2 separate regions of the Danio rerio genome follow, and region 2 is linked to region 1. Evidence: chromatin contacts called from public Hi-C data. All regions are on one chromosome and are shown on one strand. The core of a region is the stretch at or near the end of the contact, and the rest is flanking DNA. Distances in the headings are between cores, read along the strand shown.

What was found. A called contact is a pair of places that touch in the nucleus more often than the background predicts.
Region 2: a contact with region 1 is called in a Hi-C map of embryo, with 5 times the contacts expected there. The contact joins the promoter of kcnh2a here to the enhancer-like site in region 1. A contact is called at or near these places in 2 of 18 Hi-C or Micro-C datasets (both in embryo).

Annotation. Positions count from the first base shown.
Region 1 is chr2:26,634,918-26,639,433 of GRCz12tu, reverse strand. It overlaps niban1b (niban apoptosis regulator 1b), which reads left to right. Exons shown (of 14, transcript XM_684820.9): 7 at 1,188-1,292; 8 at 3,007-3,169. Among named protein-coding and RNA genes, the nearest start is that of niban1b, 42 kb to the left of the region's middle. Within about 2 kb of position 1,288, at least 16 of the 62 cell types and tissues checked have an H3K27ac peak or open chromatin away from gene starts, as enhancers often do.
Region 2 is chr2:27,408,964-27,413,034 of GRCz12tu, reverse strand. kcnh2a (potassium voltage-gated channel, subfamily H (eag-related), member 2a) reads right to left here and starts at 2,279. Exons shown (of 15, transcript NM_001042722.2): 1 at 1,744-2,279; 2 at 1,067-1,297. The coding sequence starts at 1,819. The region is part of intron 2 of LOC141378148 (a long non-coding RNA gene); the gene reads left to right.

The DNA.
Region 1 (4,516 bases), core at 39-2,538:
TTTGAATGTATTTATCTACTTATCTTATGAACAATGAAACAGTTATTATACAAAGAGCTTGAGAACAAAACTATCAACATACAGTTTTTATGTAATTATGCTTCAAGCATATTTAGTGACTGTAACCCTTTTATTACTCTATATTCACAATGACTCAACCACCACATCTCTGAATTGCAGACTGAATCACCTCCTTCACATTATTCCACCGCTTTTATATTGCTTTGCCTTGTTTTTACATTTCTAAAACATTGTAAGCAAGACAGAGGTATTTTCTAGACAAATAAAAATATTATACTGTTTTCAGAAAAATAGCTATTTTTGCAACTTTAAATTAGCAAAATAATCTGTTTATGGGCTTAACAAATTTAACTGAATACAAGATTATTTTGTTTCTTTTAAGAATAATTTTTAATTTAGAAAAAATCAAAACAACTTAAAAACCTAATTGGTTTTTGGACAACTTTTTATTTATCTAGAACAAAGATGCCCGAACTAGGGCCTGTGGGCAAAATTGGCCCATGATTACCTTTGATTTGGCCCATCATCCCATTTGAGAAGAAAGTAAAAATAAGGGGGGTCAGGGGTGAGGAGATAGCGTTTATTAGAGATTGTGTTTTCTAACTTTGCTTGTTTGTTTTATTGTTGAGCTACAAAAAAGCAAGCTTGAATTAAATCTTTCAATTAAATGCTGCAAATAGATCAGATTCATTTAAATGTGCATTGAATTCCATTCTTTGTGTTATAAAAGGAATTGTTTGTTTTCATTGTAATAAGTTAATTATAAAATGTGCAAATTTACAATGCAATAATTAACTTAATATGATTACAGTAATGATTTCTTTATTTTTAAATATTATTTAAAAAACTAGCAAATTACCCATGGCAACTTTGTAATACAGTTTGCTTTATTTATCTTCGGCCCACAGCCCTCAATTATGTTTAGTGTCTGGCCCTTCATAAGACAAACTTTGGGCACCCCGATCTAGAGAATGCTTCTTGGTTTAAGGATTAGATATTTGAACAAGAAACAAGACAAAAACTCTAAGTAAGAAAAGCAAATGTAATTTTTATAGACGTGTGTTTTTCCTCCATGTGTCACTGTGGAGTCTTAGTTCGTGTATCATCACGGCTCTAATTCTGCCATTACTGGCCACAGCAGTGACTCTCTCACTGTTTTTCTGCAGGTGCTGGCCAATCTGGTGCTGGAGGATCTTCTGCCGTCCCTGCAGACGGAGCTCTTGCCCAAGCTGAAGGGGAAGAAGCCGGAGAGGAAGAGGGTTTGGTTTGCGGTAAGTGAGATCAGCCTCTCCTTGCCTCTATTCTTAGAGCATTTACAAAGCATGTGTTCAGTGTCGCAGTCAGACGACACTCGGCTGCTGCTTTTTTGAGCAGTCCACCTTTTCCCACAGCATGCTTTCCTTTGCAGGACACTTTGCATGAATTATGGGAGTAACTTCCTTTAAACTGTAAACAAACAGTGAAGTGCTTCATTTAAAAATGTGGGTTTAATGAGGGTCATTATTCTCCCAGTTCATCCATTGAAAGTGGTGAGGAAATTTATTAGAATTAACAAATGAGTTTGGGCAGACCATGAATAGCACCAAAAACTGAAGATGAATCTTTCTGTAGCAGTAAATACTGAATGTGACTTGATGTAAAAACAGGGGTGGGCGATGTGACCAAAATTCGATTTCATTTTATTTAATAGTGCCGATTATTTAAGAAGATAGTTATTCTAGAAAATCTTCTCTGTTCATGTGTTTTGAAGAAGAGTTCACTTACAGGATCTCAGAGTCAGATTTGAGATTTCTATTCCCCATATTAGTGTTTTCTTATTTTCTTCTTGGAAATTTCTCATTGGGCAGGCACTAGGACCCAGTGGGAGACAGCAAAAGAATACATTTAACATATATTAAATTACGCTCTGTATGATTGGTGTCACAGTCAATGTTAAAATGACAAATGAAATGTTACTTTTCTTAAAGATAAAAATAAAGCTCGAAGCCAAACACACCTCTCACAAAGGTATTATTAGCATGCATATAAACTATTTTTTCTCCCACACTTTTTATTACAATTTTTTTGAGACTTATTAAATATAAGTTTCCCAAACTTAAAGTGCAACCAATAATTTGGAAGCATGTAGAAAAACTGGCGCCGGCAGCCATTCAGCTGTACGCCCTGTGTGTAACTACCATGAGAGGGCACGAATTACTGCAGCTTTTTTTTTTCTATTTTTACATCATTTAAATTGATTATTCAACAGTATACACGACGATATATTGACAAAGCAAGAAAGAATGAGAATAAATAAGGATGTGCGGTTGTGTGTTTTAAAGTGTGTTTGTATTTGCAGAGTGGGATATGGGTAGGCCCACACGGAATCTGCGCGCGCATAATTCTGCAGATTTTCCACAGATTTTCCGCAGATTTCTGCAGATTTTTAGCCCGTTATTAGTTCTGTTTATTTACTTGAGTAAATGTGTAAATCTGATTTTATTCAGTTTTTATTCAGTAATTTATTACTTTTTATTTAATATATTAAGGTTTTAGTTATGATACTCCACTGGATACTCCAAAAATAATACCAAAGTTCTCCGCAGAAATGGCAAAAAACGTCCGCAGATTCCGTCTGGCCCTGGATATGGGTAAAGAAATCTATTGGCTTTGGTTTTCTGTCAGTTTTTCCGCGCATTAAAAATTGTTTAAAACAAGGTTCAACATGAGTAAACGCTCTTTAAAACAGTCAAACTTAATTAAGGCATTTGCCTAATGGCCTAAAATTAATGAGACAAATATTGGAAAAAATGGTAAAAAAAAAAAAAACTATTGTTTTTCTGGCCTCCACATCATCCAAAATAATACACATTTTACACAATTAGATATAACTCTCTTCGGCTGTCTGTCTCAGCTGACTTGGCATACAGACAAAGACGGCTCTGTGTCCGTGATGGAGTGGGTTTATTGTGCCCATTTTTAGGATGTGATTGTGTTTTCTGTTAGACGGTGGAGGCGACCTATGAGCTCGTGCATGAACAACTCAGAGAAGGATTAGAGAGCTTGAAAACAGAGTGCATAAATGCCAGCAAACAGCAGGAGGCGCTCATCCGTTCAGACATGGACCAAATCATCAACTCACAAACGTTTGTGGAAACAAAACTGCAAGGTATGGATATATTAAAGTAGATCTATACAGGAATTAAGTTCTGTGTATAATGTTTTAGTTCCTTCTGTCTTTATTAGGTCTGTGGTTTAAAGGATTGGGTTGTAAATCAATACTTTTCTTGTGCAAGGGTGCATTAAATTGATCAGAAGTGACTTTAAAGACAGTTATGATGTTTATATTTAGAGTTCTTATTCTGATAAATGCTGTTCTTATTAAACTTTTTATTTGTTAGAGATTTCTGGAAATTTGTGAAAATATTAAGCATCAAAACCTGTTTTCAGGAATGAAGAAATAAAGTAAATAGCGCTCTCTTTTTATGTTCTGGTGACTGAATGCTTACAGGGTGCGTTTCCGAAAAAATGGCAAGTTCCTTCATTACAAACATAGTTCCTTGATTTGGTGTTTCCCAAATCCATCGTTCCAATGAACATTCGCAAACTGCATCGCAAACTTGTACACTTGCAATTACACCTCTAGAGCTGTTAGAAACATAGTTCCTGGCTGTGTTCTATTCCCCGTTATCCCCCTATGCCCAATTCATTTAGAACATTCTAACATTTAACTTGGAATAATAAAAAAAGCTTTAAAGTTATCTTTCTTGGATGTAATTTGCTTTCAAACTATTTTTACAGTTCCATTTTATCAATTTTCATGTTTACAAGTGCGCCCCCTTCGCAGTCCACTTTGAAAACATTGATATCATTTTGAACACAGTCATGGCTCATGATGAAAGCTATAGGTGACCCATTATTTAAAAGCGGAAAGCTTCCAAAGCTTGTGAAAACATAATAGAATACGTTGATGCTTTTAGTTTATAGTTATTTATTATGAAATGTATCTGTATATGACATGGGCCTGTTGGTAATGTAGAACATTTCTATAGAGGTTTGAATGTGTCAAATTGTAAAAGTAGACTTTTCAAAAAATAAATAAATAAATGAATAAACAATATCCTACTTAATAATAATAATAATAATAATAATAATAATAATAATAATACATTAGCTTTTGTAATTTTATGTTTTAGAATAGAATATGTAATGTTCTCAATTATATTTATAAAGGAAACAGGCCCTATATGTGCCCTTTACATATATTTCAATTAATATGGAAAGTGAGTGCATGTTTTTACCAAATCTAATATTGGATTTTATTTTAAATGCGTGTGCATGTAAAACAATATAGTTTGCACAAAGAAATGATGGGATTCTTCTCTAAAGAAGTTACCACCCTGTTTAGAGCATCATTATGGGCGTTTTACGTTATGACTAACGTGGTTCAAATGATGGATCTGCAACAGAGAAACTACGGTTTTTGGGAAACACTGGTCACAATATCATTCTTTTC
Region 2 (4,071 bases), core at 1,030-3,529, 770 kb before region 1:
GAAAAAATCATAGTTTGGGGTTACATTCAGTATGGGGGCGTGTGAGAGATCTACAAAGTGGATGACAACATCAACAGCCTGAGGTTTACATTTACATTACATTACATTGCATTAAAAACCGCAGGAGAGGGCAAATTCTTCAACAGGATAGCGCTCCTTCTCATACTTCAGCCTCCACATCAAAGTTCCTTAAAGCAAACAAGGTCTAGGTGCTCCAGTATTGGCCAGCCCAGTCACCAGGCATGAACATTATTAAGCATGTCTGGGGTAAGATGAAGGAGGAGGCATTGAAGATGATTTCAAAGAATCTTGATGAACTCTGGGAGTCTTGCAAGAACGCTTTCTTTGCCATTCCAAATGACTTTATTAATAAGTTATTAGAGTCATTGCAGAGATGTATGGATGCAGTCATCCAAGCTCATGGGAGTCAAACACAATATTATTTTTTTTCCACTGCTTCATGGCTTTATATTCAAATGACTTTATATTTAATACTGTACTTTTGTCTAAGCCAAGTCAAACCTTACTCTCCTAATTAAATAGATAAATTTTTTTGTCAAATAACTGTAATCTAGAGGCCTTTGCCTTTTATATAAGCCACTTCTTATACCAAATGATCAACTAGAAGTTACATTAGTATTTGTTCTTAAACTTGGATAGGCGACAAAACTTTTGTCAGGTAGTGTACACCAACAGAAATCTAATTTATTCAATTTTCAGATGATCTATACATCTCATTTTCTAAACATTGACCCTTATGATTGTTTTTGTGGTCCGTAGTCACATATATTTACTATGATCATGTGACTGGCTACCTTTGATTTGACAAATTGTATTTGTGGTAAAAGACTTCTACATTCCCTCAGCAATAAAGGCATTTTAAGACTGGTGAATACAGGACAAAACATGATCTTTTTTAAGTCAGGGCCCCTAAGCTGTCCTGGTAAAAGTGGGATGTTTAGTCACAGTTCTTGTTTCTGACTGTTTATGTGTTTTAGCAATATGGTTTGCCATTTTTGGCACCCAAGAAACACACAAATTAAATAAACTCTCCAAAAAAACTTACCATCTTTCCTGTATAAGGAGATCTCCACCTTCCTTTCTTCAGAGCCCAGTAAGGCTTTGGCCATCTGGGCCACCGCTGGTCGTCCAGTGTGTGGGCCATACAGAAAACTGCATGTACACGGTTTCTGCATGACCTCTGAACGCGTGTAGCCACACATCCCACAAAAGCCATCATTACAGAAGATGATGGCACAGTTTTCAACTCGAGCATTGGCGATGATGAATTTGCGATCTGTTGAGGTACAAGAAAAATAGAAATGCAAAAATTTTATTAACCACATCTATGCAGAATCAAAATTGAGCTGCAGTTCAGAATAAATGTGTCTGCTTTAGCTACATTAAAAGATCTACTGAAACAGCAGCTTACTGAAAATCTGAAATCAATTAGTTTTACATAGGCTACTTTAAAAATAATAATAAAAGTAAAATTATGTTTAATTAACTATTTTTACATATTCAGATAGCAAAAGTAAATGATTACTTAGCTGTTCTGACACGTTTAACTCAAATTAAGTTATTAACGACATTATTATTAGTGACAATTAGTAATTTTCAATGGCAATTGATAATAAAATAATATTAATAACAAAATATTTAATAATAACAATAGTCAGCATTAGAAACTGTTTTAAAAACATAATCAATGCACGTTCACTAAAATAAAAGTCATTCACTTACTTTGACCCTCGAATTTGCGAATGATGGTGTCCAGAAAGGTGTTCTGAGGCGCAACGTGTCCCCGTCGTACAGGCATGTTGTCCTACCACAGCAGGGCAAGAAAGTTCTGCAAGTTCCTCGACAGCTTGTATTTACTTGAATAAGAGCGATATATCGACTCTACCGCGAAGTGTTACACATGTACACAAGCTTTACCTTCACACCACATCGATGTAAAAGCAGCACGAGAGCGCGTCTCTTCAAAGTCTCCAGTGATTACGTGTTAAATCTGTCAGTGCGCGCATCCTCGAGCTCAGTAAATCAGCCGTCTCTCCAATTACCTCACGTCACCTGCTTCCCTTTTTGTTTGCAAATGGATGCAAATCAACTTTCTGTCCCAGTTCACTCAATCACTTTCTCCGACGCGCTGCGAAACAGCCCCTCTCTGTGTTTGGGAGCGTTTAAAAATAAAATTGACTAAAATTGCATAGATTGATAGTGAATATGGAGAGGCAGTGAGAGGATGGTTGGGGAGGGGGAGAGTCAAGGGTGTGGAGGAGCGCATGATTCACTCATCCTGATGTTACCTCTCCATGTGTTAGTGTTCGGAGGGCGCAAATCCGATTTAAAGTGTCACACCGCGATTGTAAGTTAGACTAGGTTGAGCTCAAGCTGTAATTCTCACAACTGGTATATCACAAAAGCTAAGAAATTGTGTCTAGTACTGTGTTTGGATAACATGAATGAAGTGACCTCCAGATGATTTCCATGCATTTGCACACAACATTCAAAGTTATAAATACATATAAAATATAAAGATGTTTTATTTGTTAACTTAAAATTATTAATTTAAATACAGAATTGTTTTTTTATTCATTCATTCATTTTCTTTTTTAGCTTAGTCCCTTTATTAATTCGGGGTCGCCACAGCAGAAAGAACTGCTAACTTATTCAGCATGTTTTTTTTATGCAGCAGATGCCCTGCCAGCTGCAACCCATCTCTGGGAAACATCCATACAAATTCATTCACACTTATACACTACAGACAATTTAGCCTGCCCAATTCACCTGTACCAGAGGAAACCCGCGCGAACGCAGGGAGAACATGCAAACTCCACACAGAAACACCAACTGACCCAGCCTCTTGCTGTGAGGTGACAACACTACCGACTGCACCACCGCTGACCATGATATTTTATATATTATATAATTGTGTTAATTTTAATGTTATTATTGCATGTACTAAAGCATGTTTAAAATAAGAAAGTACACTTAAAAATAACTCATCAGATGAACTCAATTTACTGTAACTGAGGGTAGGATTTCCATCCTATCAATTTCTGTAGCACCAACTAAAAAAAAAAAAAAACAGTTTACACAATTGAATGCATTTGAGTTGGTTCAACATAATTTGATCAAATATAAGTTTAAATACATTTGTATTTTTATTTAACTTAAACTTAAAGGTCTGATAATATCATGTGTGTCTATTATGTGTCTTATATTTCAAAGTCTCTTTGATTTATTTAAAGTTATCCTAAATTAACTAAAAGTGCAATTTTAAGCTTATTTCACGAGTTACATGTACAGTTGATTGAGACTCATCTCAGAACTCATTTTAGGACAGTTTTTGCTTACTGAGCAAAGCAACAAACTGCAGTTTTGCTAATTAAGGTGCCAACACCCAAAGCATATGTGCTTCTGCAAGGTGATTATCTCAAAACTCAAAAGGATTACATGAAAATCTTTTAAATCTTTAAAAATAAAGGGATGATTAAACTCTAAAAAGTCTTTCTATTAACTTTAAACACCTAAGATTACTTTTATTGTCAACATTTGCCTCTCTTAATTTAGTCCCATGCAAAGCACACTGGGAACTACAAGTCCACTAACCAGGTATTGGACCATTACAATTCCTTCATGTTGTCCCAACACAAAACACTTAAGTTAACTTAATGGTTTACAAGTTTAAGTGGATTGAACATTAAACAAATAAATTGGCCAAAGAAAGGACAAGAATTGTGTTGTTTCAGCTCATTTTAAACAGATAGTTTGAACAAGCAGCAGAAATCATTTTTAGTGTAGTATTTGATAAGGTCATTAACACACAATGAACTAATGTTTAGTTTCTTAACATAAGATAATAGTTTATTATTTCCCTTCACTTCAGAGTTAATGTAAAAAGACATTAATTTAGAGGGAAATTTAAACCTCCTTCACTGGATCAAGAATTGGCTCCCAAAGTGTGTCCAAAGAGCAAGACAAGTAAAATCATAAAAATGATTACAACTGTTGTTTCTCCTTTAATGAATGCTATAAAAAAGCTAAATCAGGTCACATTTGTAAAAT